Linked DNA regions of Sus scrofa: regions 1 and 3 are each linked to region 2. The links are chromatin contacts, called in public HiChIP or PLAC-seq maps. All regions are on one chromosome and are shown on one strand. The core of a region is the stretch at or near the end of the contact, and the rest is flanking DNA. Distances in the headings are between cores, read along the strand shown.

Region 1 (3,296 bases), core at 194-2,693, 270 kb before region 2:
TGTACACCAGAAACTAACATGACATTGCAAACTGACTATACTTCAAACTGTTTTTTATATACCCACATTCATATGTGTTCCTACCTTTATGAAGTGGAGGGAATAGTCTGCTGACATCTCTGAGCACAGTTACATGTGTCATTTAACAAGTGAGATACTTTGATCAAGAGTTATTACCTGGTTAGCCAAAGTAACTATTATGATGCAAGATGGTCGAATCTCTTTGATGAAATGGGAAACAAAACTAGTCTCCACCCCAGTCACATATTATCATATTATTGGGCAATTAATCAAAACATGTTGGTTCATAAACACTATGGTCTTAATCCATTCTTATTTCCTAACTGAATTCCATTTTTTATGTATTAAAAAGAGACTAATATGTCAATATTATCATAATTTAGAGCCATACAAGTTTAGTGTTCCAACAAAAGCAGCACAGAAGGAAAAAGACACTAGGATCTTCCTGTGGCAGCTCTCACCATGATGGGTGCAGGAAGGCAGAACTAGGCAGAATGGATGGGCATCATATTGAAAGGGTATGTATCACGAGGGCAAGAGATCCACAGGCTATGAAAACTGGCTCATGCGACAGCATTAGCACTTACATTCAACAACTGCCACAGAAATACACTGCATAAGGAAGCAAGTGAGTATTTTCTCTCTAATATTTTGCCAGTGGACAAATGGTTGGCTCATTAATTTAATACAATCGCCACACGAAAGCAAAATCATTTACTTTCAGAAGCGTAACCAGGAAATCACAACTACCATTCCAGTCACATATAAACAGATTCATCATGAGAAACATCTCCTGGCTCAGCACACAGGTGGACTTGTAAGCATGCTACCAAGTTGAAATCCCTATCAGCCATGACCTTGATCAGTTCCACAGGAATGAGGAGGTTAGTTCTAGCAATGAAGTAGTAACAGGTATTCACAGACCCATAGATGGATTCAGAGATTTATAAATCTAAGTAGGAAAGGAGATAAAAACAAGTAGGGGATATATGTACATGTGTAACTGAATCACTCTTTTGTACAGCAGAAATTACCACAACATTGTAAATCAACTACACTTGAATAAAACTTTAAAAAATGAAAAAAAAAAAATAGGGTATGGAGTTCCCGTTGTGGCACAGTGGAAACAAATCTGACTAGTATCTATGAGGATTCGGGTTCAGTCTCTGGCCTTGCTCAGTGGGTCAGGGATCTGGCATTGCCGTGAGCAGTGGTGTAGGCTGCAGATGTGGCTTGGATCTGGTGTTGCTATGACTGTGGTGTAGGCCAGAAGCTGCAGCTCCGATTCAACCCCTAGCCTGGGAATTTCCACATGGCACAGGTGTGGTTCTAAAAAGAAAAAGAAAATAGGGTAAAGGCAGTCAGAAGTTCCTGATTCATGGTGACATGCTTCTAATTGTTAAGCAATACAGTAAAGACAAGTCATCAGAAACTTACATCTGATACCCAGTAACAAGGAAAGATTAGGTTCCTTGCCCTGAGCACGCTGATTAAGAATACTACACAAAGCCTTCAAGTCAAATAAACAATAGGACATTTCTTTGAAGAGCTGATCAATCACACTCAAATCAAAGAGTGGCCTTTTGGAAAGAATGGTCTGCTGCCTGGATTGCTCTGCTTCCTGGCCCTGATCCAATAAAGAGCAGGTCTCTTCTGTCTGTCTTTGGTTCTGCAACGGACAAAACAAAAATCAGGTTTTTAGAACAGAGGAAAGGTACTCTAAAGCCACAAAGGTTAACATTTTCCCCCAAGTCTATAAACGAGGAATAGCAAAATCATAGTACATGCACATTAGCCAAATTTAACTGCGTATACACAGTAGGCAAAATAAAAAGGGAGATAAGAATTTAAATAATGGAAAGGGTTCCTGTGTGCCAGCTAATGCCCTATGGTAATTAATACCTGAGAGAGGAAACATAAATTTGAACAGTCTCAGCTTCCAGGGGGTTTCTCATGCTCTCACATAAAAAATTTCCTTGGTAATGTACATATTTTACTATGAAATTTACCCCCAAAATAAAAATAACTGCAAAGAAAATTTACTTTTTTGCTTTTTAGGGCCACACCCATAGCACGTGGAAGTTCCCAGCCTAGGGGTAGAATCGGAGCTGCAGCTGCCATCCTACACCACAGCCACAGCAGTACTGGATCTGAGCCATGTCTATGACCTACCCCACAGCTCACAGCAATGCCATATCCTTAACCCACTGACCAAGGTCAGGGATCAAACCCATACCCTTATGGATACAAATCGGATTCATTTCCGCTGTACTACAATGGGAACTCCCTGCAAAGAAAATTTAGACCTCATCCTATAGTTTTTAGCAGCAACAGTGATTTACTTACTCTGAACCTATTTTTTGTACACTGAGAAAAAAATGTTTACTACATTAATGTTGACAGGAACCAAACTTCTCAGTGTAAGAGAAGAAGAAATAAAAGTATAAAGTCAGGAGTTCCCGTGGTGGCTCAGTAGTTAACGAATCCGACTAGGAACCATGAGGTTGTGGGTTTGTTCCCTGCCTTGCTCAGTGGGTTAAGGATCCAGCATTGGCGTGAGCTGTGGCGTAGGTTGCAGACGCGGCTTGGATCCCTCATGGCTGTGGCGTAGGCTGGCGGCTACAGCTCCGATTAGACCCCTAGCCTGGGAACCTCCACATGCCACTGGAGCGGCTCAAGAAAAGGCAAAAAGACAAAAAAAAAAAAAAAAAAAAGAAAAAAAAAAAATAAAGTCAAAGAACCCCCCCAACAACTCTGAATGATTAAGTACGAATTGGAAGTATCAATATGAACCCATGATTTATTACACTCAGAAAAATCTATGCTCACCTCATCCCCGCACTGTCAGTATTTATTCCTCATCCTGAAAATTGCTAATCAAAGGCAAGTTTAATTAGCTTTCTAACTAGATTCCATTTCAGAAAAACCAAAGAGCCTGGGTTGATGAGGAAAATAAAATTTTTATAGATGAATGTCAGCTAATAAATGTAGAGGGAATGATGTAACTAGAAGAAAAAATTATTGTTGTTTTAATCAACTAATGTTTTACCGGTAGATGCTAAAACCACCAAGGAAAAGGGTGCTGACAAACTGTGTATGCACAGAGTTGCCTAAGTATCACCCCACGGAATATCTGGGCATTGCAGGAGCTGTGATGTTACAATGGAAAGAATCTGGCTTAATCCAATGAGATTAGTACTTACCTAGAGTGGGATAACCAAACACAGAATTTTATGATGTGAATACCTAAAAATTTTCATGGGGAAAAAAAAGTT
Region 2 (3,676 bases), core at 239-2,738:
GGAGGCTCCAGGTCTCCAAGATTGACTGAGGAACTAGTGTCTCAGATGCACTTCCTTCTCCCCTCAATTTTTCTTCCAGATACATATGAAAAAATTAAAAGTTCTTTCTTCTTCAGCCCAAAAAAAAAACCTCATCATGCAACTCAAATACTTGTGGTCCTAGTGTAAAACGCACATCAGAATCAAGCTGACTCAAAGTAGGACCTGGCATTAGTCAAACCTGCAACACAATGAATGGAGCTTAAGATCCTCGCCAGCAATTCAGTCCTGGACTAAATACCTGGAAGGTAACACATCTGAGCTGTCGTGTGGCTCAGGTGGGGAAACCACAACTGCCAATGACTGGTTGGCTGGGACTCCTGGGGTTCCCGTAATAGGGTTGTAATTCCTCAGTCTGATGGACTCATGGTATGAAGACATAGCTTTATGCAGCATTATTAGTTTATGTAAATAAGTCAGAAACTTTTAGCCAGAATTCAAATACCCAGGAAACTGAATTGACTATTAACAAGATTACTGACTTGCAAAAATGCATTTTGTTCTTAATGTTTGACAAATGCAATTTTTGCTCCAGTTGTTTAAGATACAGTTTCTCATGGTTGGTGAGGAAAGAAAGCTGCTTGCTCCAAATGTGCAAAGCAATGACACTTGCGTAACATGGGGCCTTAGGGCGGTGACCAGATGGTTCACTTCTGCTGACAGGCGAGATCCCTGCTAGGCTGTGGATGAAGACATGCAGGCGTTATTGGAATTTCTGTTTTACCAAAGGAGAATTAAGGAATATTTACCAAATGGGTTTTCTGTGTGCCCGTATTTACTACCAAAATTCCCGTGTGAATAAGGTCATACAATAAGCCCTTTATTTGGTATTACATTGTGCTGAGTCCTGACACTAAAACAGAATATCTGAAATAACTGTCATAATGTGTGGCCACCTTAGGCAGAGGACAGAAAGCCTGCAGCTATTTGCAGCTCCCAGCACTTCAAAACGTGCAAAAAAATGCAAGGTAAAACACATACATAGGCGTACACACATACACACCAGTGCTTTACGGGAATGGAAAAGGAAGACAGATTTCCCTCTTTAAATGATATATTCTCTAACCTTTCAGATATGTGAAAGCCAGCTTAAGCTCTGAAGAAAAGGTAAGTTTCATCTACTGGGTGATCTCTGGGATGCCCCCGGGTGATTGCAGATCCCAAATGTAATCATTGAAGTGTTGGCGTTTTTGTTCTCCTTTTCTGCGTGTTCATGGCAGAGCTCCATTGTCTATGCTCTCAGGCAGCTTGTGCTGACAGATTCCACGTGAAATCACAGAGGGCAATTCTCCGCTGCTGACGGGAACGCTGGGGTAGGGGGAGAGCGCCCTTCCGCTGGGGGTTGGGCCCTGACTCAGAGCAGGATGCCCAAGTAATTCAGTTTACCCAGACCAGCCAAGCCTCTGCGTCTGTGCTGAGAATCCAGCCTGGAGAGACTCCTCTAGGATGACACCTAGAGATGACTGAAGGAAACAACTCTGGGCGACCTCAAAGACAAAGTAAGGGTGGGTTCTGTTCTGTGTGCGCATGTGTGCGTGCGTGCGTGCCTGCACGCATGCACGTGTGGGGGCGTCTTGGGTGTGCTGTGGATGGGATGGGGAGGTGTTGCGGACGGTAAGGGAAATTGCCAACTCTTCTTGGGTGTTTGAGAAAAATCCGGTTAGGTTTCTACCTAACAGGATGCAGCATCAAAAAAGAATTTCAGATGGATTTTTTAAAAATATGTAAACAAAACCACAAAGGAATATTTTTTTCCTCTGTAAAGAGATTGTGATTACATCTGACAGAAACATTTAGGAGCACCACCAGCACCTTGTGACTGATGAGAGGTGGAAAGTAAGAGAGAGAGGTTAGGGCTGAGAACCAGATTGGGGCTCCTGTATTCTTCTCTGTGGAGACAAGATACTGCCTGCATCACCCAGCCCCACCTGCCCTAGCTGCTCCGTCACCAAACTCTCAAACAAGGCAGTCCCTGAATTCCTTACTATGACAATTACATCATCTTGCTGCAAATAATGAAAATATCTTTTGAACCAAAACTTAGGTCACAAGGTTCCTGCATGGTCTTAAAATGCGGGCAGGGCTGTGCCTCCAATGAGGGTATAATGTTCGAAAGATGGTTCAGCTTTAAGGACTCTGTGCTCCCAAGTGGGATCTGAAATGCCAGGAGCTGTTTGGTGGGGTGTCTCCCAGGTCCTCAGGTCCTTAGGAGAACCGTGTCTGACCTCATAAAGCACATAATAAAATTTATCTTGGAAAATCTTGGGACTCCATAATCTCCACATGTGGCCTCTGAAGGAATTCTTTTTCCAAAACCATGTTTAATCTCACGAAGCCCAAAGTAAGTCCTAAAAGACTTATTTCTTTCTTTTTAATTACCTAGGTAAAAAATCCCTAATGCATTTCCTTTCAATGGGCTAAAGCCCCACTTCTAGGCTTATTGGAGATTGCATGATGCAGAACATCATTGTGGGGCCCTTTGGCAGTGATGGAATCAGGAGATGCTGGGCCCCATGGCAGAGGTGCTGTGACCAGGTGCAGGCAGCGGCTTCCAGACTAGCCTACAAAGGAGCGATAATCATCTCTCCCGGTATTCTCAGGCAGTTGAGAGCTATGCTAGTTAAGAGTCCATGTGAGGTTATCGATTTTATTGCTTAAATAAATAAAATTTTAAGACATCCCTCGTAATCACTGTGTCTTCTTTGAGCTCTGTCTCCGGCTATGTCTTCTTTATTGCAGGGCGGAGGGAAATTCTCTGTGTCACTTCTACATGCCTTGTGACAAATTTTGCCCCAGACTGCTGTTTCAAGGATACTTATATTAAAAAACAGCCTCGGAGGATACGGATAGAATCTCTTTCTGGGGCAGAGGACATATTTGTTTTCTGGCAATGATAATAAAAATGTCTGTCTCCAGAACAAAGGTTGGGCAGGTTTGCTAAGAGTCCCACTATAAGATCAGAGGTCTTCTAAGCTCACAGCTCCTCGGCTTTGACCTAAACCCTCTGTGTATCCACCTGGGCCCACCTCTGCATCAGCCCCATGGGGCTTGGGGCCGAAGGGGAAGCTATGAGAACATGAGCTCATGCTGCCTGCTGTGAGTAATAAATGTCCTTTGTTGCTGACCAGGGGTCTGCATCTTGTGCCAGCATCAGTGAAGCTCTGACTGGCTAACTGAGTGCAAGCAGAGTAAAAAAATCAGACCCCTCACAATTTTTTTTTTGGTATGGAAGTTCCAGGGCCAGGGACTGAATCTGAGCTGCTGCTACGGCAACACCAGATCTTAACCTGCTGCATCACAGCAGGAACTCCTCACAATTATTGACATTATTTTATCTGGTCATCTCTTTGGGTCATCATTTGACCTGAAGCTGGGGGAAATGATAGTGAAGGTATGATAAGGACAACAAAATCAAATTAAGTAGCTAATGAGAGTTTAATGTTGCTCTCGCCGGGGTCCTGCTAGCCTCCTGGCTGTCTTGACTCCTTCCTTGCCCCCATCGAAGTGAGTACCAGGCCAGTGCATGGCTGGGCGCACTCTGAGTTCTTCAGTGTAGTGGGTGCCTCTGTGTACCAACCACTTCTCAATCCGTGATCTGGGCTTCTTGCCACAGTTTTGAAAGTTTGGAATGCTCCCT
Region 3 (3,670 bases), core at 1,060-3,559, 320 kb before region 2:
ACACTTCACCAAGCCCCCGATCTCAGGTCTCAAGGGAGGAGAAGGGCACAGCTTAGCAGTAGATGAGGGATGTCCTCACAGCCAGCCTCTCACACTCTCCCCAGCCCCATTTGGCTGGAAGTTGATTCTGTCTCTGTTGGGTCCACTCTCCACACACACCTCACCCACCAGGCCCCAGTTCTTCTCCCAGCACCTTGAAGTTCTCATCTGTGAAGTTAACTAGTACATTTTAAAAACCAGATCAAAGAAAGGGCTATCCAAGAAGACCAAGTCCATCCATATTTTGAGAAAAGGAAAGAGCTGAAGGTCACACACAAATTATAGACATTTCAAATTGCAAGAGACTATATATAACAATTTTTGAATTCAATTCTCTTCTTTCAAAGCTGAAGAAACAAACTCCCTGAGAGCTATGTGACTGGCCAGGACCAAATGGTTATTTTGTAGTCAATTTATTGCTAGACAGAAAGAGATTGTCTTTGGCACCCAGATATTTCTGGAACATTTTGGTGATACTGAAAACTTGATTACATCCAAAATGTAATTAACTTCATTATTTTATACCTTATTAGGTGATCAAACAATAGTAAGTTGCAGTTTCTTGATATCTGTTTTTATAGTAAGGCTTGAATATTAATTTATTTGTTCAGCAAATATTACCTATTATATGCAGTGCACTGTTCAGGTGGGAGGGTGGGGGGAGGGGAAAAGCAGGGAACAAAAGGGCCATTGGAGAGTTTCCAGCAGAGAAGGGCTATGATGCAATTTTAAAGGACCACTCACATTGCCCTGTGAAAACAGACCATGAGGGAGGGGTGGAAGCAGGAAAACCATTAGGAGGCTGTTGCAATGAGGGTAGGCAAGCATGGTGGCTTGTACCATGGAGGAGTGGAATGAATGATATTTGGAAGGAAGAGCCAACAGGATTAGCTAAATGCATGAATGTGAATGTAGGAGAAAGGAATGAGTCAGGGATAAACTCCAGAATATTTGGCTTCAATAACTGAAAGAATGCAGTTGCCACTAACTAAAATGAGGAACACCAGAGACAACTGAGGGACAAAATTCGTTCCATTAAAGTATTCTAGAAAACATTCAAGAGTAATTTTTATTTTGCTTTTTAGGGCCTCATTTGCCGCACATGGAGGTTCCCAGGTTAGGGGTCAAATCAGAGCTGTAGCCGCCAGCCTTCACCACAGCCACAGCAACACAGGATTTGAGCCGTCTGCGACCTACACCACAGCTCACGGCAACACCAGATCCTTAACCCACTGAGTGAGGCCAGGGATGGAACCCGCGTCCTCATGGATGCTAGTCAGATTTGTTAACCACTGAGTGATGACAGGAACTCCATGAGTAATTATTAATAAGCACAATTAGACCTAGGAATGTGGCATTTACAGAAAATACTGCGCTGGATATTTTCTCTTTAACTTTGAAGTAAAGAGCTTAATGACAGCTGGTTGTCACCCAAAAAAGCTATAACAAAGCATTTCTCACTAGAGTGTCCGTAACTATGACATTTTATTGATTCACCCAGTATCTACTTATTAGGCACCAGGCACTATTACAGCTTCTAGGGGGGTATAAAAATGATTATGGGAGTTCCCTCCTGGCAGAGCAGTTAAGGATCCCACGTTGTCAAAGCTGTGGCACAGATTCCATCCCTTGCCCCAGAGCTTCTGCATGCCACATGCACAGCAAAAAAAAAAAAAAAAAAAAAAAGAAAGAAAAGAAAGAAAGAAAGAAAAAAAAAAAAGAAAAGGAAATGAAAGGAAAGGGAAAAAAAAAATTATGGTGCTTGTTCTAGGTGCCTAAATCCAGAGAAGGTGACAAAAAATAACAACAAAAATCAACGATACTAGGAATGCTGGGAGAACTTGCGATCACGGTGCTAATGAAAACACAGAAGCTGACATAACTAACTACACACCCAGAGAGGCCAGAGACAGTGTTTGCGCTGTCTTAAGGGTTGCCTTTGGGTTTTACAGACACACAAGGGCATTTTAGGCAAAGAAATGCGCCGGGGCAGGGAGGGCGGAGCTCATCCTGAGACCCATGGAGTCCGTCCATGTAGGGAGGGTGACCGTCAAGAGCCAGAGGGAGAGAGAATCGTGGGCGCGGCCCGCGGAAGGTCTGCTGCGCGGGTTGCTATGCTACCTCCTAAAGGAAGAGGGAACAAACAGAGGCAGGATGAGAAAAGACACACGCGTCCGTCCGTGCCTCGGGGTCTGTTGGGCTCTGCTGGGCTCTGCTGAGCTGCAGTTAATCTCCTGGCGGCAGAGGAGGTAGGGACAGGCGCCAGGAGCTGACATTGGCTTGAAAGGGTGCCCTTCAGAGGCTTCTCTCCGGTTCCTGAGACCAGGGCCAGCTGCTGTGGAGGCGGCAGGGAAAGAACAGCCCCTGCCCCCAACCCTCAGTACTGTGTCTCCCTGCGAGAGGACAGGAGCCGGCTAGCAAGCTTTCAAGTTCTAGGGGCCACTGTGCTCTTCTTAAGGGGTTACCATCGCCCCCCCGCCCCCAAATCTAAGGAAACTTCGATAGAGAATGAGTGATCCTTCCACTCTGAAATTCATGTCATTTGAGTAGAAACGCATCCGTGGATCACAAGTCTGTGTCCTGCAGGTCTCCCCCAGATCAGATCACAGGGAAATGCTAACTATTCTTTGCTCACTTAAGACTGGCTTGAAAATGTGAGCGTTTCTGTTCAGCCTTAACCTGACCGTCACAAAGAAATGCTTTCACTTAAGCTATTTCAGAGCATCTGCAAATGTTATCAAATTTTGATAAGACTGGATAAGTGTTTTTAAACAAACCATGTAAAGGATCATCTATTAAAGCTCTGCTCATTGTGGTGTGTGAAATGATGTTAAACCACTGTGTAGCTCTCATTAAACTGAGTTGTTTCTCTTTTTAGTATCTTTCAGAAAGTTTAGAAAGAAAAAAGGTTGGCACCTTCGAAAACTTAAGAAAGCTTAAAAGGAACTGAGAGAGTTAAGTACTCAACTCAAAGAAAAATAAGTCCGTCTGGCAGAGAAGACCTTGCTGGTTAGGGGAGAAGCAGCAGGGGATGCAGCCTGTGGACAAAGGTCTCAGGAACCCAGGGCACAGGTCCAGACTCTGGGGGAACGATCTGATGATCAATCAGCTCACCTCCCAGGAAGGAGCCCCGAGTTCTTTCTTATGGATGATGGTGTGACACTAGATGAGTTCAGGTCCTTTCCTGCTCTAGGAGTTCATTAAAGATTGTCTGAGAATCATATGGAGCTCTAGAGATGGATTTTGAAATGTATTTTCCTCTTAGGACTTACTAAAAAAATACTGCCCTCCGGCCAGATGGTTGCCCCTGTGTCATCTCCCTTCACACTCCCAATGGCCTTCTTTTGTGGACACGTCCAGTTGAGCCTAGAGGTTGAGTACTATTATTGAGATCTTTTATGTATTTATTTATTTATTTATTGTCTTTTTTTTTTTTTTTTTTTTTTTTTTTAGGGCCGCACCCACAGCATATGGAGATTCCCAGGCTAGGGGTCAAATCGGAGCGGTAGCTGCCGGCCTACACCACAGCCACAGCAACAGATCCAAACCTCATCTGTGACCTACATCACAGCTCACGGCAACGCTGGATCCTTAACCCATTGAATGAGGCCAGGATCGAACCTGCGTCCTC

Evidence for each region. HiChIP or PLAC-seq counts read pairs in DNA pulled down with a chosen protein or histone mark.
Region 1: an H3K27ac HiChIP or PLAC-seq map of alveolar macrophages shows a contact between it and region 2. The contact joins two enhancer-like sites. A contact is called at or near these places in 1 of 47 Hi-C or Micro-C datasets (embryonic fibroblasts) and 1 of 2 datasets of contacts at active chromatin or transcription factors (alveolar macrophages).
Region 3: an H3K27ac HiChIP or PLAC-seq map of skeletal muscle shows a contact between it and region 2, with 3 times the contacts expected there. The contact joins two enhancer-like sites. A contact is called at or near these places in 1 of 47 Hi-C or Micro-C datasets (skeletal muscle) and 1 of 2 datasets of contacts at active chromatin or transcription factors (skeletal muscle).

The regions. Positions count from the first base shown.
Region 1 is chr1:43,552,403-43,555,698 of Sscrofa11.1, reverse strand. It overlaps CEP85L (centrosomal protein of 85 kDa-like), which reads right to left. Exons shown (of 15, transcript XM_003121248.5): 14 at 1,459-1,690. Among named protein-coding and RNA genes, the nearest start is that of PLN, 95 kb to the right of the region's middle. Within about 2 kb of position 1,443, at least 1 of the 83 cell types and tissues checked has an H3K27ac peak or open chromatin away from gene starts, as enhancers often do. A contact at or near this core is called in alveolar macrophages, where this site is marked.
Region 2 is chr1:43,282,998-43,286,673 of Sscrofa11.1, reverse strand. No RefSeq gene overlaps it. Among named protein-coding and RNA genes, the nearest start is that of ASF1A, 70 kb to the right of the region's middle. Within about 2 kb of position 1,488, at least 39 of the 83 cell types and tissues checked have an H3K27ac peak or open chromatin away from gene starts, as enhancers often do. A contact at or near this core is called in alveolar macrophages and skeletal muscle, where this site is marked.
Region 3 is chr1:43,599,845-43,603,514 of Sscrofa11.1, reverse strand. No RefSeq gene overlaps it. Among named protein-coding and RNA genes, the nearest start is that of PLN, 140 kb to the right of the region's middle. Within about 2 kb of position 2,309, at least 43 of the 83 cell types and tissues checked have an H3K27ac peak or open chromatin away from gene starts, as enhancers often do. A contact at or near this core is called in skeletal muscle, where this site is marked.